Linked DNA regions of Mus musculus: region 2 is linked to region 1. A link is a contact called in public HiChIP or PLAC-seq data. All regions are on one chromosome and are shown on one strand. The core of a region is the stretch at or near the end of the contact, and the rest is flanking DNA. Distances in the headings are between cores, read along the strand shown.

The links. HiChIP or PLAC-seq counts read pairs in DNA pulled down with a chosen protein or histone mark.
Region 2: a contact with region 1 is called in an H3K27ac HiChIP or PLAC-seq map of CD4 single positive thymocytes, with 3 times the contacts expected there. The contact joins the enhancer-like site here to the promoter of Sytl2 in region 1. A contact is called at or near these places in 8 of 39 promoter capture datasets (the HPC-7 cell line, cranial neural crest, embryonic stem cells and 4 more), 2 of 15 datasets of contacts at CTCF or cohesin (CD8 T cells and the NIH/3T3 cell line), 30 of 484 Hi-C or Micro-C datasets (the C2C12 cell line, CD4 T cells, CD8 T cells and 16 more), 10 of 115 datasets of contacts at active chromatin or transcription factors (CD4 single positive thymocytes, CD8 T cells, embryonic fibroblasts and 6 more) and 4 of 9 other capture datasets (adipose tissue, liver, macrophages and 1 more).

Annotation. Positions count from the first base shown.
Region 1 is chr7:90,299,838-90,305,197 of GRCm38.p6, forward strand. It overlaps Sytl2 (synaptotagmin-like 2), which reads left to right and starts at 2,592. Exons shown (of 20, transcript NM_001368878.1): 1 at 2,592-2,906.
Region 2 is chr7:90,338,770-90,344,129 of GRCm38.p6, forward strand. All of the region lies in intron 1 of Sytl2 (synaptotagmin-like 2), which reads left to right. Among named protein-coding and RNA genes, the nearest start is that of Sytl2, 39 kb to the left of the region's middle. Within about 2 kb of position 2,987, at least 46 of the 459 cell types and tissues checked have an H3K27ac peak or open chromatin away from gene starts, as enhancers often do. A contact at or near this core is called in the C2C12 cell line, CD4 single positive thymocytes, CD8 T cells and 11 more, where this site is marked.

The sequences.
Region 1 (5,360 bases), core at 1,342-3,841:
TGGTACATGGAAGCCTAGGTGCTGGTTGAAGTTTATTTCCAGTTGAGAGTCAAGCACCTCTTCAGGCGATTCTCTCCTTCCAACTGTGAGCCTGAAGTTTTCTGGGCCTCTTTCCAGAAACCCCTTGCAAACCCCTAGTGGCTCCTGGCTTCACCAGATTGCAACCTTTACCATGGCACTTCCAGAGTCACACCTGACCTGACGAATGGAAGGAGAATAAGGACAGAGCAGGGGAGGGTCCTTTGGAAACCTGTCAGTGAAATTTCAAAAGCTCCCACCATCTTATAGAATCATTAAGGCTTAACCCAGACTTTTTTGAGAAGCCCACGGGTCAGGTGTGCTTTACTCTTTGTGTGCATTTCTACCTTTAATAAACTTCTGCTGTGCTTCGTCCTGAAATTCTTTCCTGCCCCTAAGCCAAGGATCCAGTTTTACCTGAGTGCAGATCTCCAAAAGGTTAAGGGAACTCCACGCACAGATTGTGTGGAGCTGTGACTTGCTGACAGAATGAGGCTGTTGCCTACCAACATCTTCGTTAGTCTGGGAGAAGAATCGTTGAAGAACCAAAGGCAGACGCTATCCAGCCTCAGTGGTACGGACAACACTAAGTCTGGGCGTGAAGAGGGGGGAGAAGGCCTTAAAGTTCAGAAGTTTGCTTGGGCTAGCTCTATTTTCTGACCCGTAAAAATGGGACACGATATACCTTTGCCTTTAAAGGTGTACCTGCCTTGGCCAGAGCTTTGGGACCCGTCCTCTTTTCACTCTGGAAGCCCAGGACCTATACAGTGCATTCACTGTTTACCCAGGTACAACTCTATTCTATTATACATACGTACACACATACAAACATACATACACATATACATACATACACATATACATACATGCATACATACACAGATACATGCATACATACATACATAACATGCATACATGCATACATACACACACAAGAGAGAGAGAGAGACAGACAGACAGACAGAGAGAGAGAGAAAATCGATTTTTCTCCTTCCATGGCAGAATGAGGAATCTCAGGATTTCCTGATTGTGCTGAAAGTGTTTTACCCTGAGGCTTCTCATTGGCTCTGTATTAGTAAATACTTTTAATATGCTTCTTCTCTTCTTTCTCTGTCTCTGTCTGCCTCTCTCCTTTCTCTGTATTGTGACTCATTCTCTAGCAGAGGCTGGCTTCAAACTCAAGGTAATCCTTCTGCCCACCTCCCCCGGCCCCTCTCTCCCACGGCTACTTTTAAAGTATCACATTATTTAATCCTAGCTATCTGTATAAAGAAACGGATGCAAATTGTGTCTTGGGCATTCTGAGCTTCTGGGCTAAAATCCACTTATCAGTGAGTGCATATTATATGAGTTCTTTTGTGATTGGGTTCCCTCACTTAGGATGAATATCCTCCAGATCCATCTATTTGTCTAAGAATTTCATAAATTCATTGTTTTTAATAGCTGCATAGTACTCCATTGTGTAAATTTGCCACAATTTCTGTAACCATTACTCTGTTGAGGGACATCTGGATTCTTTCCAGTTTCTGCCTATTATAAATAAGGGTGCTATGAACATAGTGGAGCATATGTCCTTATTACAAGTTGGAGCATCTTCTGGGTATATGCCCAGGAGTGGTATTGCTGGATCTTCCAGTAGTACTATGTTCAATTTTCTGAGGAACCACCAAACTGATTTCCAGAGTGGTTGTATCAGCTTGCAATCCCACCAACAACGCAGGAGTGTTCCTCTTTCTCCACATCCTTGCCAGCGTCTGCTGTCACCTGAGTTTTTTATCTTAGCCATCCTGACTGGTGTGAGGTGTCCTGTGAAGGTTCTATGCTCCAGTATAGGGGGATGCCAGGGCCAGGAAGTGGGAGTGGATGGTTTGGGGAGCAGGGGGAGGGGAGAAAGGATAGGGAGTTTTCAGAGGGGAAACTAGGAAAGGGGATAACATTTGAAATGTAAATAAAGAAAATATTTAATAAAAAAGGAAAAAAGAGAATATGATAAAAAAAAGGTATTGCAGGTTTTGAAGTGGGGGCCGTCTCTGGGAGAAGTTGGGGTACAAAAGGGAAAGAAGAATGTGATGTAAGTCTATTTATTCAAAATATGTTTTTAAGTGTTAACAAATTCAGATAAATTGAAATTATGTATCTTTTCTCGTCATAATGCAATAAAACTTAAATTAAGAAAGAAAGAAAGAAAGAAAGAGAGAAAGAAACTGATGGCCGGAGGGGTTAGAACATTTTGCTAGATTACAGGCACCTCTTCTCCCCGCATGGTGGTGACCGTCCCTACGTTTCAGATGGAAGGTATCCTCGACCCTCTTGCATAGGGACGTAAAAAAAAAAAAAGTGCCGTTTCCGTTCTTTTGGATAAAAACTCGATTGCTTCACTGACAAGTAGAGAAGGAGGCCTGGAAGGGAGAGAAGCCAAGCGCAGGGACCAGAGCACAGGAGGCGGCCCCGCAGGCGCGGGCGGGCGGGGCGAGCCCTGTGCTCCCTGGAAGGTCCCGCGCTGCCCTCCCCTCCGCCCGCCCCGAACAGCGGCGACACCTGGGTGGCGCAGCCGGCTGCGAGCGCTGGGCGGCAGAGAGAGGTTGGCAGCCCGGAGGAGGTAGAGCGGGCAGCCGGGGCTGCGGCGGAGACTCGGCGCGCGCTCTGGGTGTGACTTTTCTGTCTACTGGCGGTGTCGCTGGGACTGCTTTCTGGTCCTGCTCTGGGTCTTGGAGTAGCTGGAGGAGTTGGTGTAGAGAGAGATTTTTTTGTTGTCCTTGCTATCCTGGCTGCTACAACGTGAACCACCGGGGCGGCAACCAACAAGCTTCATCCCTCAGTTTCTCCTTTAGTTAGGAGTTCCTTCTGCTGCCCTCGCCGCCGTGTGTCCGCGAAGCTAGGGACACCAGGTAGGCAGTTGCGACGGAATTGGGGGTGGTACTTTGAAGGCTTGACCCCAGACCTGGGGCTGGAGACTGGCGGGACCTGGCTGCGGAGCAATCGCCCGCAGGGTGCTCAGGTGAGGAACAGCAGAGGTGCAGCGAAGGAACCCAGCTAAGCACCCCCCCCCCCCCGCGAACTCTAGTTTGAAAATTAACACATTTGTTTTGGGACAGTTTCCTCTACACCCAACCAGACCTCTTATCCTATAGAGTTAAGTCACATGGGTGGGATTTGCCAGCTTCAAACTGCAAAACCGCGTGTTTCAGGGTGTAAGACCCATCCAGCAGCCGTAGGAAGTGCGGTAGGAAGTGGGGTAGGAAGTGGGTCTCTGCGCTCACAGTGCCTCCTCCCCTTTCCTCCCTTTATAAGTCGTCTTTGGCTATGAGGGGCTCCATTTCCTGCATCGTTGAAAAGTTCTCATTTTTTACTAAGGGCTGGTATGTGACCAGCAGCTTCCAGGACGTGGGCTCTGGGTTGAGAGGGAGCCTAAACACACGCTTTGAATCACAGCTTTCTGACCCTACAGTCTAATAGCAGTGTGCAGAGGAAGCCTGGGTGGGGGAGAGGGGGCAGTTCAGATACACAACTGGAGGGTCGGCGGGGTCCAAATTGCTGTCCAGCTTTCTCTCTTCCTGACAACCCTTTCTGGCTAGAATGCTGGTCCTGCTGTCTGCAAGATGGAGAAGCCAGGACAAAGCAAGCTAGCTTAAAGTGGCTGAGGTCTTCAATCAGTTACTGGAGCTTTTTAGCACCCGGCCCTCAAACAACTTCTTTCATCTCTGCCCTTCATCATTCTTGGAGTGGCATACATTTGAAATCAGACTCTTGGACCCACTAAAAGTGTCCAGGAAGGAGAAGAGAGGTTCAGTGAGGGAGGAGGGGCGATGCTGATCTCTCTTTTACAGACATTTATTATGGACCAGACGCTGTTCTCTATGTAATGTGTTTCTAAATTCTCACAAAGCCTCACAAGGTTGGTACACTATACTTCTTTTTATAATTGAGATGCCGAGGCTCAGAAAGATTGGTCCTCCTATTCTAACACACGTAGTTTCTAATTCTAAAACCTTTCTATTTTGTGCTCTTTGGTAAAGACAAGCCAGGGCAGGTAAAAAGCAAGCAAGCAAGCAAGCAACAAGCAAGCAAGCAAGCAAGCAGGCAGGCAGGCAAGCAAGCAAGCAAGCAAGCAAGCAAGCAAGCAAGCAAGCAAGCAAGCAAGCATATTGAGCTCCCACTAAGTGCCAGGCACTGTTAAAGCATCTCAGAGGTTCTATCGGCATGTATGGTCAGGAATGTCCATCATTCTGGGGAAACCAGTGACTGACATTGCCTCTCTCTCAGCAGCTCTGCTCCAGAAAGCCTGCCTGATCCACTCAGCTGTTACTGCTTGGGTGGGGCAGGAGTTCTGTTTGCTTTATGCTAGAAATGGTTTGGGGTCTAATGAAAGATTGATTGTCTGAATCTGATCCGTTAGACCTGACCGTTGGCTTGTGAATGATCGCTCTGTCCCTCCAGAGGTTCGTTCCAGGCTTTACTCAATAAACATTTGTGGAATGAATGAATGAATTAGCACCTTGTGCACAGTGGTCTGCTGCCCGATGGACAGTGAAGCAGTGGGGGGTGGGGGTAGCCTGGGCCCCTAAACTCCAAGCCAGCAGTAGCTACCCTGAGCCAATTTCTTTTCCCATCTGTAAATTGGAGATGATGATGATAGTCAGATTTTTGTCACTCTGACAAAACACCTAGGACGATCAGCCAGTGACAAGGGTTTGTTTGGCTTGTGGTTTCAGCCCACGTTCAGTGCCCTCTGTTGCTTCTAGGCCTGTGGCAAGGCAGCTCATGATAGTGGAGTGTGTGGCAGAGGAGAAGGCTTTGGAACCTCAGTTTCTTCTGCATGAGAATGCCTTCAAGGTATTAAGTTCCAACTACCATAGTCTATTTCCTTTTTAAAATAAAGGTTAAAAGAAGATTTCTTACTCTACTTTTTAAAAGATTAATTTATTTAACATTTATTTAATTTATTTAATGAGTATACTGTAGCTGTCTTCAGACACACCAGAAGAGGGCATCAGATCCCAGTACAGACCATATGGTTGCTGGGCATCGCACTCAGGACCGCTGGAAAACCAGTCAGTGCTCTTAACCACTGAGCTATCTCTCCAGCCCCCTCTTACTTTTAAGTTATTTTATGGGTGGGTATTTTGCTAACCTGTATATCTGTACACTGCATGCGTGAAGTGGTCATAGGCGCCAGGAGAGGGGTCGGACCAACTGGAACTGAAATTACAGAATGTTGAGAGCCACCATGTGGGTACTGGGAGCCAAACCAGAGTCTGCTGGAAGAGGAGCACACTTAATGCTCTCTCTCTCTTTCTCTCTCTCTCTCTCTCTCTCTCTCTCTCTCTCTCTCTCTCTCTCTC
Region 2 (5,360 bases), core at 1,737-4,236, 39 kb after region 1:
GAATCATCACTCGTAATATGGTCGATCTTGCATCATGGTGTACCTGCACAGTTCTCACGATGGATGCGGCTTATTTTCAAGTGTATGAGGAAGTCAGGTGCAAGTCATAAGACTTGGCTGCAGTCCCAGGCACCATCTTGGGATTGCTGCCACACCCGCTCCTCACAATTCTGCATCAGGGAAGCTCTAGGGGAAATGTTTGAGTGGTGGTATAGCTGGATCAGAGTGATGGCTTCTGGGTCTGGAGCTATTGAATTATTCAATAATCCAAGACTGATGGAGAAGGGGGCTGGAAGTAGAAGTGGAAAGAGACTGCCAAGGTTCTGTCAGCTGGACCAGGGACGACTAAACAAGGAGAAAAAAGTGTCCAGGTCGCCATCCACAGTTACGTTGGAGGATGTATTTGTTCAGAGGAGTGCTGGAGAGGTAGAATCCTTAGCCAGAATGTGTGAGGCGCTGGGTTTTATCCACACTTCTACAAAACAAAGCACAACAGCAACAACAACAACAACAAAACATTAAGCAGAAAACAAAATGAAAGTGTAGGGGCCTGGCTAGCAAACCAGGGATTCAGAGATGTCAAAGGGTGAATGGAACTGAGTTCCTCCTGGGAGCTCCTCCTGGGAGTTCTGTGGAAAATGTTTCCTAGCTTTTGCAGCTTTTAGAAGATATGCCCCTGACCTCTTCCTCCAACTTCAAAATACACCATTCTAACTGAGTTCTTCAAGGTATCCTCCCCTCTTCTCATAAAGACCTCATGGTTATGTTGGCTCTACCTAGATAATCTAACACAGATAATCTCCCTATGGCAAGATCCTCCATCTCGTTTCCAAAGTTCTTTTTACTACACAAGGCAATATACTTATAGTTTCTAGGAAACAGCACATGGTGATATTTGGGAGATCATCGTCCTGCCTATTACAGAGTCATGAATTCATATGTGGAATATAAGTTATAAACAATTTTATAATTCTCTTATATTTTATATGCCCCTTATAATCCAGCTTGGCTTGTGTGTGTGTGTGTGTGCGCGTGCGTGTGTGTGCGTGTGCGTGTGTGTGTGTGTGTGTGTGTGTGTGTGTGTGTATCTTTGAATCGACTTGATTTTCCTCTTTGCCCTCTCTTCCCCTGTCCTTCAATTAAGCAACAAATGAGGTATCAGCTATGTGTCAAGCACCATGCTAGGTGCTGGTACACACAGCACAGTAATAATGCACAGTACTGAAAAAAAAAAAAAGAGTTAGAAGCAGATGGAGAAGTTAGTGTAGACAGAGACCAAGGTGTCACACTCTTGACTTACGGCATGCTAGAACTGGGGTCAAAGCCCAACTGGGAAAACAGAGAAATGTTGAATTTTAAGGATGGGATCCTCTCACCCACCTCTCTCTTACCCACACCTCAAATTTAGAAGACTGTTTAAAAAATCTCTTCAAAGACCTCAGTGGTGGGGTCTGCATGGGTATGCCCATAGGAACCTGTGATTTACTTGCTAAAATGGGGTGGGAATGTAGGGGAAGGAGGAGAGTCGCCTGAGGTAAGAGGAAAAACAGGGGCAGTCACACTTCACTCTCAAGGCAACATGGACAGGTGGAGAGCTAGTGGGATGCCGAGCCTTCTTGTGAAGGGGTGCTTATAGGGCACTCACTATGCCCAACATGCCATCCTTGTGATAACCCTGTCCAGTATGTTCTGCTACCCACACAACACAGACCAGGGGACTAATCCTTAGGGGAGTCTCCAAAGACTCATAGAAGATCAGTCTTCTTCCAAGGGTTTTTGACTTAAAAGCAACAGCCCTTTATGTCAAGGGCATTGGGAATGATCATGGCAAACACTGGATTTCAAAAGAATCCATTTAGAAGATAAAGAGGATGGAGGAAGGTCTTGCCCATTTTAGGAACTGATGTATCTTTGAAAGCATGGTTCGGGCAGAGCAGAGATACAAGTGGGTATACGAAGAGGGAGAGAAGCCTGAGGTGCCCTAGGGTGCCATAGATTTTGAGACAAAGATGCTGAGTGTTGCTGCTGTACTGGCAAAGTCTTTAGTACCTCCTTAAAATTTGTGCCCTAAGGTGTACGTCACTCCTATGGAGACATTCGTTCTCAGGTGTATGGTGCTGAACTCAGTGATATGACTTCATGGTTTGTGGCCTAGGTAGCTTCCTTGCTTTGTCCCTAAATACTAGATTCGAGCAGTTTAGATAGGGGAGAAGATCAATTAATTCAGTGGTCTCATCTTTCGCTCTACATTATTGTCACCTGGAACCTGCAATGAAAACCTCCCAGATAGGGGTCCTACCACGGACCTGTTACAGGAGAATAACTTGGGGTAGGTAGGAATAGGGAAAGAGAATTTTAAAATTAGGATACAGAGTAATGGGTCTGGCTGTTAGAATTTTATGTGTCTTATTGTACAGTGTTCTGATTTATTCCCCTCTCTGTTACCCACTTCCATTTCTCCTGAGCATTCCTGAGAGGACCCTGCCTTCTTCCAGATAGGAGAGCTGGGAAATTTCAAAGGTTTTCAGGTGATCTAGTAGCTAGCTTTGGAAACCCCCCAAGTGACCACATCTGGAGAGAGTTTCTCACCTCCAGCCTGGCTGGGGATGTGCATAACTCTACAAAAATGAAGCTTTTAAAACTAAGCTAGCGACAGCTCCGGTTGAGTTAACTTTATGTTTCTGGGTTTAATTCCAGTCTAGTTAATGAATCAGCTGGTCCCTCCACTCTTCGCCTTTAACTATGAAACCTAGAAAAATAATTAAATCTAGGGTTGGTCTGTAATTCCTGCTCGCTACCAGTGTGCAGGTTTCAGGCATGCTGTGAAACGCAGCACATCTCATCTAGTTATCTGCATTTCCACTGAAACAGGATCCGCCCTGTAAGACATTTTCTTTGAGAGTTCTGGCTCTGATGTCAGGCAGCTGTGCCACCTGAAGCACTCGGCTAACTTTTCCTCTTTGTCTTCGTTTTCTCGTCTGAACAAAGGACCAGTGAGGCTTCTCTGATGCAGCTGTTACTGTGGGTGTGGGATGTGAGCTCACTCTCACCACAGCTGACAAACAACTGGTATAGAAAGGAATCTGTTCAACTCTTGATAATTGTGGAACTCTTTAGCCAGTCACCGGCCATTTCTGACCTACTGGGAATCTTCTATAGCGACCCCAGACACGGTCAGGCAGAACAGCACCGTGGGTGGGGACAGCTTAGAAAATGCACACTTCTGCACATCAATACCTGCTGTTGAGCTGGATGCTCTGAGCGTGATCCCTGGGACCCACATGCTGGAAGGAGAGACCTGACTCTCACAGGTTGTCTTCTGATCTCCACGTGTGTGCCTCGGAGTGCTCATGTTCGTCCACATGCATGCACACCACGCTGTTTAAAAATATAAACTCTATCATCTTCGAACTGAACTAGGAGTACTGGGAGGTACAGCAGGAGCTGAATCTAATAGTCACACTGAGGCTCGAGAACTAGAGCACCAACGGTATAAACTGCTCACTGAAAAGATCTCCAAATAAAAGCCAAACAAGTACCCAACCCAGCAGGTACACAGACGTCAACATAGAAACGAGTCCTGCAACTCCTCTAAAAGATCATTGCTCCTTCACAATAAATTTAAAAATATAAAAGTGGGTAAGACTCCAGATAAGGAACCTAGAAGTTTACACATGAAAACAGCCCAGAGGTTGCAAACAGTATAATGAAGCCAATCCAGAGCCTGCAGAAGAAAGCTGGAGAGAAAGGCAGCAACATGAATGCAAATGGGACAGTGGAATGTACGTGGTTCTGGAGGGCAGGGAGAAAGGAAGCCTATAGGTAGAATTGACAAGTTAGTTCCACCCTGGTGTAAGTGTTGGCCTTCATGCGTGCACATGGGTGTGGTGTAGAGTATTTAGGGGAGGCCTTTCTGCTGGGAGAGAGACAGGCAGATTCTGATTCTGTTCACCCCACCGTCAGCTTTCCCTGCAGTACCTGTGGGTTGTTCCGTTCATCCTTCAATGCCACTGTGATTTAGGAAGGGTATGAGGTCGTTAGCTTTGCATGATGGGGTGTGTAAGTGCTACTAGCAGGGATGAGGGGCGCATTGACCTGAGCTCTTCTGATTTTATTTTTATTATACTTTTGGTCAAGCACCATTCTCTCTAACTAAGACATGTTTGTGTTTGTCCTTCTTCTATTGCCCAGTGGGGGTTTCCCTTCTTTTGAGTTTTCTTCCTTAAAGTCATGGGACTGTCAGAACAATTTGCTTTTGTTCTGAAAAAAAAAAAAAAAAAAAAAAAACCTCATCATGTGAGAGCCACTGCTGACCTGCGTTTCCCTCCTCTCTCTCGGGGATCAAGGCCTGGTCTGACATACCAACCGCTTTGCAGGAAAGCCGAGGATGGCGCCTGATTCCCTTCTACTGGCAGAGCATCCTGGGAAAGAGATTCTTTAAGTACCCAAGGTTTTAACCCGAGGGTTGGTCAGCAAGATGATGGACTGAGGTTGCGTCTGTAAATCCAGCCTTCCTCTTTGCTATTAGCAGAAGCAGGTGTTACTTATGGTCTTCGATTCACTCTTCAATTTAATATCTGGACAACTGACAGGAGGAGCACTCACTCTTACAGATGAGCCATGGCAGGGATGACAGGCAGGAAATGCCAACCAAGCAGTCCCTGTTCAAAGCTCTCCAGTTTCCCATCTGGGTTGCTGTTCCTGGGGCTTCACAGGTGCTCTAGTTATTTTTTGCTGCTCAGAACAAAGGAACTTGGGGAAGAAAAGTTTTGTTTGGCTAACATGTCCTGATCACAGTTCATCATTGAGGGAAGTCAGAACAGGAACTAGAACAGGGCAAGCACCTGGAGGCAGGAGCTGATGCAGAGGCTATGGAGGGGTGCTGCTTACTTGCTTGATCCACCTTGGGTTGCTCGGCCTGCTGTCTTATAGAACCCACAGAATGTGTGGGCGGGTGGGGGAGGGGTTATGGGACATGGCCATAGCGGGCTCAGCCTTCCCACATTAATACTTCCCGGAGACATACCCACAGGCCAATCTCATGGAGGCAAGTTCTCTATTGAGGTTCCTCCTGCCTAGGTGACTCTATTTTGTGTCAAGTTTACAAAACCAACCATCAGATTGTGTGTCACCTGTAGTGTCCTATACAGAGCTTTCTAATATCTCACTCTGGAAAACAAAGCTCAGTTCTCGTGAAGTAGAAGCCCCACCAACCTGGGTTTCTTTATTTCCTACAAATACTTGATATTTTTCATTCCAATGTGAGTGGCAGGTGACCTGGGCCCAAAGTTCTCAGAACCCAAACCTTACCTAGAAATAGGCGGGTGGCGAATGAACAGGGCTGAGTTTGAGATGGATTG